Regions from separate parts of the Mus musculus genome. Here region 1 is linked to region 2. The links are chromatin contacts, called in public Hi-C maps. All regions are on one chromosome and are shown on one strand. The core of a region is the stretch at or near the end of the contact, and the rest is flanking DNA. Distances in the headings are between cores, read along the strand shown. Region 1 holds the start of Msl3 (MSL complex subunit 3). Region 2 has its middle 15 kb from the start of Gm39550.

Region 1 (4,223 bases), core at 1,374-3,873, 34 kb after region 2:
AATGACAAACAAATCAAAATAAAACTTCAAACAGGGACTTGGCATCCACAGAGGACATAATAAGCAATAATTCTTAAATACGTAGAAGATTAAACTTTAAAAACATAATGGTGTCACCGGGTGGTGGTGGCACCTTTAATCCCAGCACTCGGGAAGCAGAGGCAGGTGGATTTCTGAATTTGAGGCCAGCCTGGTCTACAAAGTGAGTTCCAGGACAGCCAGAGATACACAGAGAAACCCTGTCTCGAAAACAAAACAAAACAAAGCAAAAAACAAAACAAAACAAAAAAAACAAACAAACAAAACAAAAACAAAAACAAAAAAACAAACCATAATGGTGATTCCCCACTACCAAGTGGAAAACAGTTATTCTGAAAATGTCTGTGATTCTTTAGAGTACTTTAGAAATGCTTCGTTTATTTTAAATATGTAAGATTGCTGAAATCTGTCATATTACTTTTATATCATTAAAAAAAAAAATCCAAACCAGGAAAAAAAAAAGCCACACTAAATATAGCACTTCCATTAAAGTTTTTGTATACTTACAGGCGAGCTATTGCTTTTTTGGCCAATTTGCGCTGTAATCTCCGGTTTTCATCTGTATCGTGTAGCACATGTTCTTCAGCTGCCCATCTATCCCAACTGGTTGAAAAAGAAGAGGATGTAAACGTCAGTATTTTGAAACAAATGAAACGGATGCTAAAAAGCATCATGAAGAAGTGCCCCAGACTTGCTGACATTTTAGAAAGCTATAAAAAAAAACTTCAAAACCACCAAGAGGTTACCAATAAAGCACAAAGGGAACTCAGCTACAGCAACCAAGATTTCTAGAGATTACTCATAGATCATCCAAACATAACAGACTTTAAAGTAATCATGCCTCAGACCAGGCAAGCTTTCCAAACAAAGCAGAAGCAGGAAATTAAACTTTTCTACAAGTGTTTCTAAAACTTAAAGTTACAAAATTATCTTGCTACAAAGGCGATTAAGTCTAACTGTAACAAGTTCACTGACCTTCTGTTCCAACCATTAAAATGTATCAGATATTCTGGAATCTTTCTGCCCTTTTCGTCTTTCCCGATAATAACATCGATGATCTGAAACCAGGAAATACTACTCACGCGTGGCACAGCAAACCGAAAATTACTATAAGTTTGGTAAAAAGAACTAGATCACAGTCCCTTCTTAAAGAAATAAGAAAGTACTCATCCCTCCCCCCTTTAGATCGAGAGCTGGGTCGTAACATTCTTCAACATTTTTTTTCCTCTTCTGCCCGAGTGGTTGCCTCAAAATAGGAAACATCCGTCCAACCAACCCAGGATTGGTCTCTTGAGTTTGAGACCGGGTGAAACTTCTGAAGTCATTGGTCGGTAGATTTGTCATTAGCGAAGGGCCCAGACTAGAGAGAACAGCCCTGAGACCTCTGGGAGTTGTAGTCACCTGGGCCTTGCCTTGTCCAGTGTCTTGCCTAGCTAGCCAGAGACTTCCACAACCCTTCCCCTCCCCTTAATAGCCATGCATTCCCTAAGGTGATAGCTGGTACAAATGAAACGTATATCCTTCCATCTCCTAGCGATAGAGCAAGCTGGAGGGATAGCAATAGGAGGTAAACAGAGTTAAGGGTTTCAGGAAGAACCAAAGATACATAATCCAGCACAGACCTTGGGGTGTTCCACTGGACAGCACTGCTGAAACATGGCTAAAAACACACCTGGTGCTGCTCCGAGTTGTCTCTGCCACCAAGGACTTCACCTTGGTGGCTGGAAACACCGATGCTCGCCCCGACCCCCAGCGCGCTGAATTTTTACCTTCTTTGGGCTCTGGAGCACTTAGGTGCCCAGTCCTCCACTTAAAAACTGACAACCGCAAGATATAGCTCAGCCTGGGCTGACCAAGCTGGATACAGGCGAGATGCGATTCTTTCCTAGCTCTGTTCGCCTCCCACCAATCCTTTAGAAAGCAACAGAGCAACCTTGAGCCCCTCCCTTCCCCCCCAGCAGGACTACAATCCTAAATTTGACCAGGGTTCGGGACTGACAGCTGGGAATAATTGAGGACCAGGTTGAAGATGTGGGTGGGGAAACTGGTCAAGGTGTCCTCTACTGAGCCCATGTGGCGAGAAGCCGCGTGGGACAAGGACAGATTCGTTACAAAAGCAGAGGCCTCAGGCGACAGTCCTCCTACACCGGTCGCCGGGATTGGCGCCCAGCGCTCAAACCGCCACCCTGGCCTAGCAACCGCGCGTAAGCGACGCGACACGGCCGGAAGCGGAAGCATCACGGGTCCTTTCTAGTTAGGGAAGTCGCGCGCCCAGCACGTCTCGCCAGCGTCCCCTGTAGTCCCGGGCCGCTCCACGCAGGCCAAGGCGCGCCCTGGTGGCTGTCCAGGACTCCAGGCCACTTGTCCTCCGCTGGCCCCTTTGCCTCCCATCCCTCGAACCCAGTCCCGCATCTCCTCCCTGTTCCCCCCGCGGCGGCACCTTGGCATCGTACAGCACTCGCGCCTTGGTAGGGTCAGGCTCGAAGCACAGCACTTTCTCCCCAGAGTGGAATTGAAATTTCATGCCCTCGCTCGCGCTCATTTGCTCATCGTGGCGGAGGGCGAGGCTCCGGGGCGGGCAGAGTGCGCGCGGTGGGGGAGGACGGCCGGGGAGGCGGCGCTCCGCCACCGGGGGGGCCCGGGAGTGGTGGAGGCTACGACCGCCCCGCCCTCGGCCCCTCCTCCGGCCACCCCGCGCCACTGCGAGGACCTTGGCAGTGGCGATGGAAGCGCGCGGCCCCGCCAGGGCTTGTCCCCGCCCGTCCCCTCTGGGGCTCAGAGAGGGGTGCGGACGGGGAGCAAGATCCCTCGACCGAGGTCTTCCAGCAGACCGTTCCCTCTGGTCCCCATGGGTTAGGATTCCCGCGGTTTCCAGGCTGCGCCCACGTGTGTGCCGAGCTGTCACCCCGGGCGTGCGCTCTCTGGCCGGAGTGTGGGGATCTCTTAGGGAGAGGATTGCTCTAGGGTAGTCACCAGGCGCCGAGGAGGCTGGATGGCGTCTGCCCCCAGGAGCTGCCTGGCCGCGCGCGCGCGCGTCAGCCCCCTCGGCGGAGCTGCGCGCAGATGAGTGTGGCCACGCGAGAAGGACGCGGTGTTGGAGCTGGCCGGAGAAGGGCAGTGGCCTTGAGCGAGGGGAGGAGACATTCCGGGCAGTTAATAGAACACTGGGTCATCCTTCCGAGAGGACCAGCAGGTAGGGCCTGGAGGCCCCAGTGAGCAGCGGACAGCAAAGCTTATGGGTCCTGAAAGGGTCGTTAACACCTTACGTGTCAGCTTGCAGCACTCCTGAATTGCTCCCCCATGGTCTATCTTTAGTGGCTCAAAACCTCCTGAAGAGTGGAAGCACCATTGAGACTGCTGTTAACAGAGTGCCTGCAAAGATCGGGCGTTCATAAATACTCCCTGAATGACCGACCAGAAGACAGGAGACTTGAAGGGCAGAGCTTCAGTGACAGAGAGGGCAGTGCTGGCCTGTTTCTTCTTGAGTGCAAAGCCACTAGGCAGTGTGATTACTAGATCAAGACCTGGCTGGAAAGTTGAGCAGATGGGCTGGGAGGTTTTTAGTGAACTGTCAGATTTCCCACAGCCACTCACTCTGTTCTTGCTTCCAGAAATTTGCGTCTCCCCACCCCCACCTCCCTTCACCTGGTACAAGGTCCAAATCTCTCACACCTCCACTTGGGCACTTCCAAGAGAAAGGTCCCGCAGGAGCCTAGAGGAACCAACCATGTATCTGTCCAGTATTCCCTCCCAGAACTCGACTTACCCTTTTATTACCATTTTCTTGCTCTGCTGGAGAATGGGTTGTTCATTTGCAAGATGGCCCCACTAAGAGGGTAAACTGCTTGAACCTGGGGGTTGGGGGTGTCTAATCCAGTGTGTCATTGTATACTCACAGCACACAATAAATATTTAATGGATGAATGATCACAGATTTATGAAATCAAATCCATAAAACTCAATGGCCAACTGGATATAACTGAGGGAAGGGAAGGAGGCATCTTGGGAGTCCTCCAGGTTTTCTAGAATTAAGAGCTGAGTGAGGAATAGCTCCACTGGCCAGATAGGGCAAAGAGGAGGGCAGGTGTGAGGAAAATGGCCAGATAATGACTTGGATCTAAGACAATGAAGTCCATAAGCCAGAACTGGAACCCTGATTCTCCAGGAATGTGGATAGTAGATGG
Region 2 (4,664 bases), core at 1,066-3,565:
AATACCAAGGGGCCTCTCTTTCCAATGATGGCCGACTAGACCATCTTCTGCTACATATGCAGCTAGAGACATGAGCTCTGGGGGTACTGATCAGTTCATATTGTTGTTCCACCTATAGGGTTGCAGACCCCTTTAGCTCCTTGGATACTTTCTCTAGCTTCTCCATTGGGGGCCCTGTGTTCCATCCAATAGATGACTGTGAGCATCCACTTCAGTATTTGCCAGGCACTGGCATAGCCTCACAAGAGACAGATATACCAGGGTCACTTCATCAAAAACTTGCTGGCATATGTAATAGTGTCTGGGTTTGGTGGCTGATTATGGGATGGATCTCCCGGTGGGGTAGTCTCTGGATAGTGCATCCTTTCCTCTTAGCTCCAAACTTTATCTCTGAACTCCTTTCATCGGTATTTTGTTCCTTTTAAGAGAGGAAGAAATTCCAACACATGCTACAGCATAAATACTCTTAAATACATTATGCTAAGAGAAATAATTGAGACACAGAAAGACAAATGCTGCAGAGTTCCACTTATTGGAGGTCCACAGTATAGCCACATTGATAGAGATAAAGTACACTAGTGTTTGACAAATGCTGGGAAGTGTAGAAAATTAAAAGGTTTTGTTTCTATGAAAAAACTTTGAGATGTTCTAGAGGGAAAAGTTCTAATGATTTGCTCCATATATTTAACTATACACTTAAAATGCTAATTGGGGAGGCCAGTTAGATGGCTCACTGGGTAAAGACACTTGCAGAGATGCGAGCCTGATAACTTCCATTTGTTTCTTAGAAGTCACACTCAGTGGAAGGAGAGACCCAGCACCATTGCCAAGTTGTCCTCTGATCAACACACAGGCCTTATGGTTTGTACCCCTTCCTGCCCCCACATACACACAGTAATAATTAAAAAAAAACAAAAAAGAAAAAACAAATGATAATGGGAAGCCAGGCATGATGAGGCAGACCTTTAATTCACCTTCAAGGGAGAATCAAGAAAATCAGAAGTTCAAAGTCATTTTCCAATATGTAATAAGTTCAAGGTCAGCATAGGGTTCTTGAGACTCTATCTTATACAAAACAAATAAACATGCAGAGGACCTGGGATTCTCCTCACCTGCATGAGGTTCACAATCATGTCTAATTCCAGGGAATCAAGCTAGCATGCAGGCAAAACATTCATACATAGAAAGTAAAGTATTTAGATCTAAAAATTAAAAAAGGAAAAAGTTAATCTGGTAAATTTTATGTAATAAATTTTTACAGCTGAGAACTTAATTTTAATTTGCTTTCGAAATTGGACACTATAAGGAAATGTGCCAGATTCCAGTGGCCAGCTATAGCAATTGGATAATGGATGGCTTTGACTCTCTTTTTATTTGTGCTTTGATATGTCTGCCTTTTAGTTTGCCTTTGTATTTTTGAATCGCAACACTGGATGCCTGTTATTTTAAGAGAAAGAGAGAATGGTTACCTAAAAGGATATTAATTATCTTTGCATCTTTAGAAAAATGTGTCTCAGTAGGATGAAGGGAATAATTAAAGCATAAAAATAAATGTTAGAAAACAGAAAAGTGTAGTATTATTTGTAAACCCAAGAGCTAATTTCTTGAGGGAAAGAAAAGACATAACAAAAGGCTGGGGATGACCGCCCAACCTGTACTCCCAGCAGTGAGAAGTAAAGGATTTTCGAAATCCCATAATCTTCCAGGGAACTGAAAAAAAAAATCATAAAACTTCAAAAAGGACCAAGGGTCTGGATTTCAAAGTCGATCTGCTTCAAACTTTTAGCTTCTGAATGATCCCAAGCCAACTCTCTCGGAAGTAGGGAAATAAAAACATTAAAAGTTTTGCAGTTCGTTTTAGAAAGCTTAAACAGAAACAGAATTTCTAGAGGTCGTGTCCGCAGAATGATTCTGGCACAACCTGTGTGGACCTAGTATTTAAAGAGGAGGCATTCCTGAGTCAGCGTCAAAATCAGTAAAGACTACGGGTAGTTAATACAGGAGTTTTTGAAAGAAGGCTGAATGAAAATGTGTGCAGAAAGCAATCTGGCTTGCAAACCAGTTCTTCCTGTTAAGCCTATGGAGAGGGCGTGCGGGCCAGCTGCTAGACCAGGAGTTGAGGAGAGAGACTCAAGCCCCAGACTCATATTAGAGGAGGAGGAGTTATTGCTGCTTTTTCGTGCCTACTAAGGAGATAGTCCAGGAAGTGTTAAAAATTGGCGACTGTAATCGCCAGAGACAGCACAAGCAAGCAAGCAGATCATGATGAGCCCCCGCCTCCTGTCCCGCCTTCCTTCCCTACTGCCCCCTACTGGCAAATCAAAACCGAAAGTGGAGGCAGACGCCTGCAAAGAGAAAATGGGCTTTGAAGAGTTCTGTTCTGGGCTAGAGAGGTAGCTCAGCCATTAAATGCTAGGCTAACAACCAAAAAAGACAAGAGTGCTATTCTCAGAAAAGCCAGAGTGCTGCAGAAAAAAAGTGGATTGTTAGCCCTTTGATCATCACTGAAAGAAGAGCAACATCTGAAATCTCTTTATAAAATTCCCCTCCAGAGGGCCAGCGACATGGCTCTGCAGGAAATAAGGAACCAAGCCCTGAAAGAAGAGAACAGATGTCAGAAAGTTGTCCTTTGACCTCACATCTGCAGTGGTGTGTGTTTGTGTGTACATGTGCATACATACAATAAATAAATGTAGACTTTAAATAAAAATAAATACTCCCTCAAGTGCACAAAATATATCTGATGTTTAAAAATCTAGAGCCTCACTCCCCAAAACTCAAGAGCAAAGAAACTACCATCAGATATTCCTTTAAGAGTGACTTCTGGAAGCAAAAAAGAATTTACTTCAGTAATACAAACTTTATTTATTTATTATTGGTTATCATTGTTATTAGGGATGATTTGAGCTAAGGTATTACCATGTAGTACTGTCTGACCCAGAATTACTTATGTAGGCCAGGATAGCCTTGAACTAATAGAGGTGTTTACATCCTGGCCACCCTAGTACCGGGATTAAAGGCATGCACCATCAAGCCCAACCTTGATGTATGTTTGTTTGTTTGCTTTCATTTTATTTCTTTTTCAAATCTGTGAACATATACACTACCCCTCCCCACTTCTATCCCTTACTACCCTGTCTACCTTCTCATTCCTTTCTATCCTAGGGAGTTATAAGGACAATGTGTAGTTTTTTAATAGCTTAATTTCTCTGCCTTTTTCTTTACAAAATATGTGCTGTATTATTCTGCAAACCAGCAGAGATAGTTATAAGTGTTGAAAACTAAGAGGATCTGTAATGTAACCTGGCATAATGCAAAAGTAGAGGGCGGCTCTCAGATGTGTTTACAAATTGAAAGCAAGGGGGGGGGTGTTGCCATCATCCTGCTATGGTTGGCCCTTCTGGGCTCGGCCTCGGGAGCAGAGGGTACATACAATTTGTTGAAAGGAACATTTATGAGGATAGGATTCTTATATGCTAGTTCACTTTTGAGAAGGGGCATATATAATGTAAGGTCATTTAGCTACTTGTTGCTCAGTCTGCCAGAATAATTTGCTCATTCCTAAGAGGGAAATTTGGTTTTGCTTTTTTTTTTTTTTTTTTTTTTTTTTTTTTTTTTTTTGCCAAAGTACACCATGGTATGTTTCTATATGATATCTCAGCACAGTAAAAGTCAGGTTTCTTGCTGTTTGTGGGTCTTTCTAAGATTACTATTTTATGCGTATGAATGCTGTCCTTGCATGTATCTGGTGTCTGCAGAGGACAGACGAAGGCTTTAAGACTACTAGAACAGGAGTTATAGATGCTTATTAGTCACCGTGTAGGTGCCAGGAACTAAAGCTGGGTTTTCTGCAAGGACAAGTGTTCTTAACTGTGGAGCCATCTCTCCAGCCCCTAATGTACAGGTTTTCAATTTGGACCTTTCCACTCAGGAATCCAAGGGGGAGAGAACTGCTTTGCCTCACTGACTAGCAAATCTAAGACCCCTTCAGAAATGATCCAATGTGGTGTTTCCTCTACTCAGCACAATATTGGTAGTATTCCTTGGATGACCACTCAATTCATCTTTCATAAAGAGGAATAAATCATTGCCCTGGGAACCCGTTGGTGAGCAAAGTAGCAGTTCCTTGCTGCTAATCTTTACTCATGGGAACTTACAGTTGCTCTCGTTTCTTGTCGTTACTTCTGATTTTCAGATGACCACCAAATAGGCACACTTAATTGTTCCTAAAACACCAGGAGTAAGATGGAAAAGATGAAGAAACTTGGTGAATGTTTCAAAGAAATGTCAAGTTTTCATCTAAGTATTTTCCTAGTATCTTCCTGTGTTATAAACATGTCTCAGGACTGGAGAGATGGCTCAGTGGTTAAGAGCACTGACTGCTCTTCCAGAGGTCCTGAGTTCAATTCCCAGCAACCACATGGTGGCTTACATCCATCTGTAATGGGATCCGATGCCCTCTTCTGGTGTGTCTGAAGACAGCTACAATGTACTCATAAATAAATAAATCTTTTTATTTAAAAAAAAAATCTCGCAAGAAAATCAGCCTTCAACAAAATACCAAGGAATTCCTAAAGCCAGGCCTTTGAAGAAACTCTAGAAAGTCAAACAGGCATTTGTCTAGCCATTCCAGTTTCTGAGTTTGTTTGAATACAAAGGACTCT

The links. Hi-C and Micro-C count contacts between places; a contact is called where the count stands out from the background.
Region 1: a contact with region 2 is called in a Hi-C map of Th1 cells, with 3 times the contacts expected there. The contact joins the promoter of Msl3 here to the enhancer-like site in region 2. A contact is called at or near these places in 1 of 39 promoter capture datasets (macrophages), 9 of 484 Hi-C or Micro-C datasets (CD4 T cells, CD8 T cells, Th1 cells and 4 more), 4 of 115 datasets of contacts at active chromatin or transcription factors (the SCID.adh cell line, effector CD8 T cells, embryonic stem cells and 1 more) and 2 of 9 other capture datasets (adipose tissue and liver).

What each region holds. Positions count from the first base shown.
Region 1 is chrX:168,671,249-168,675,471 of GRCm38.p6, forward strand. It overlaps Msl3 (MSL complex subunit 3), which reads right to left and starts at 2,624. Exons shown (of 13, transcript NM_001370791.1): 1 at 2,480-2,624; 2 at 1,015-1,097; 3 at 547-642. The coding sequence starts at 2,581.
Region 2 is chrX:168,637,581-168,642,244 of GRCm38.p6, forward strand. No RefSeq gene overlaps it. Among named protein-coding and RNA genes, the nearest start is that of Gm39550, 15 kb to the left of the region's middle. Within about 2 kb of position 2,316, at least 82 of the 459 cell types and tissues checked have an H3K27ac peak or open chromatin away from gene starts, as enhancers often do. A contact at or near this core is called in CD8 T cells, the SCID.adh cell line, Th1 cells and 5 more, where this site is marked.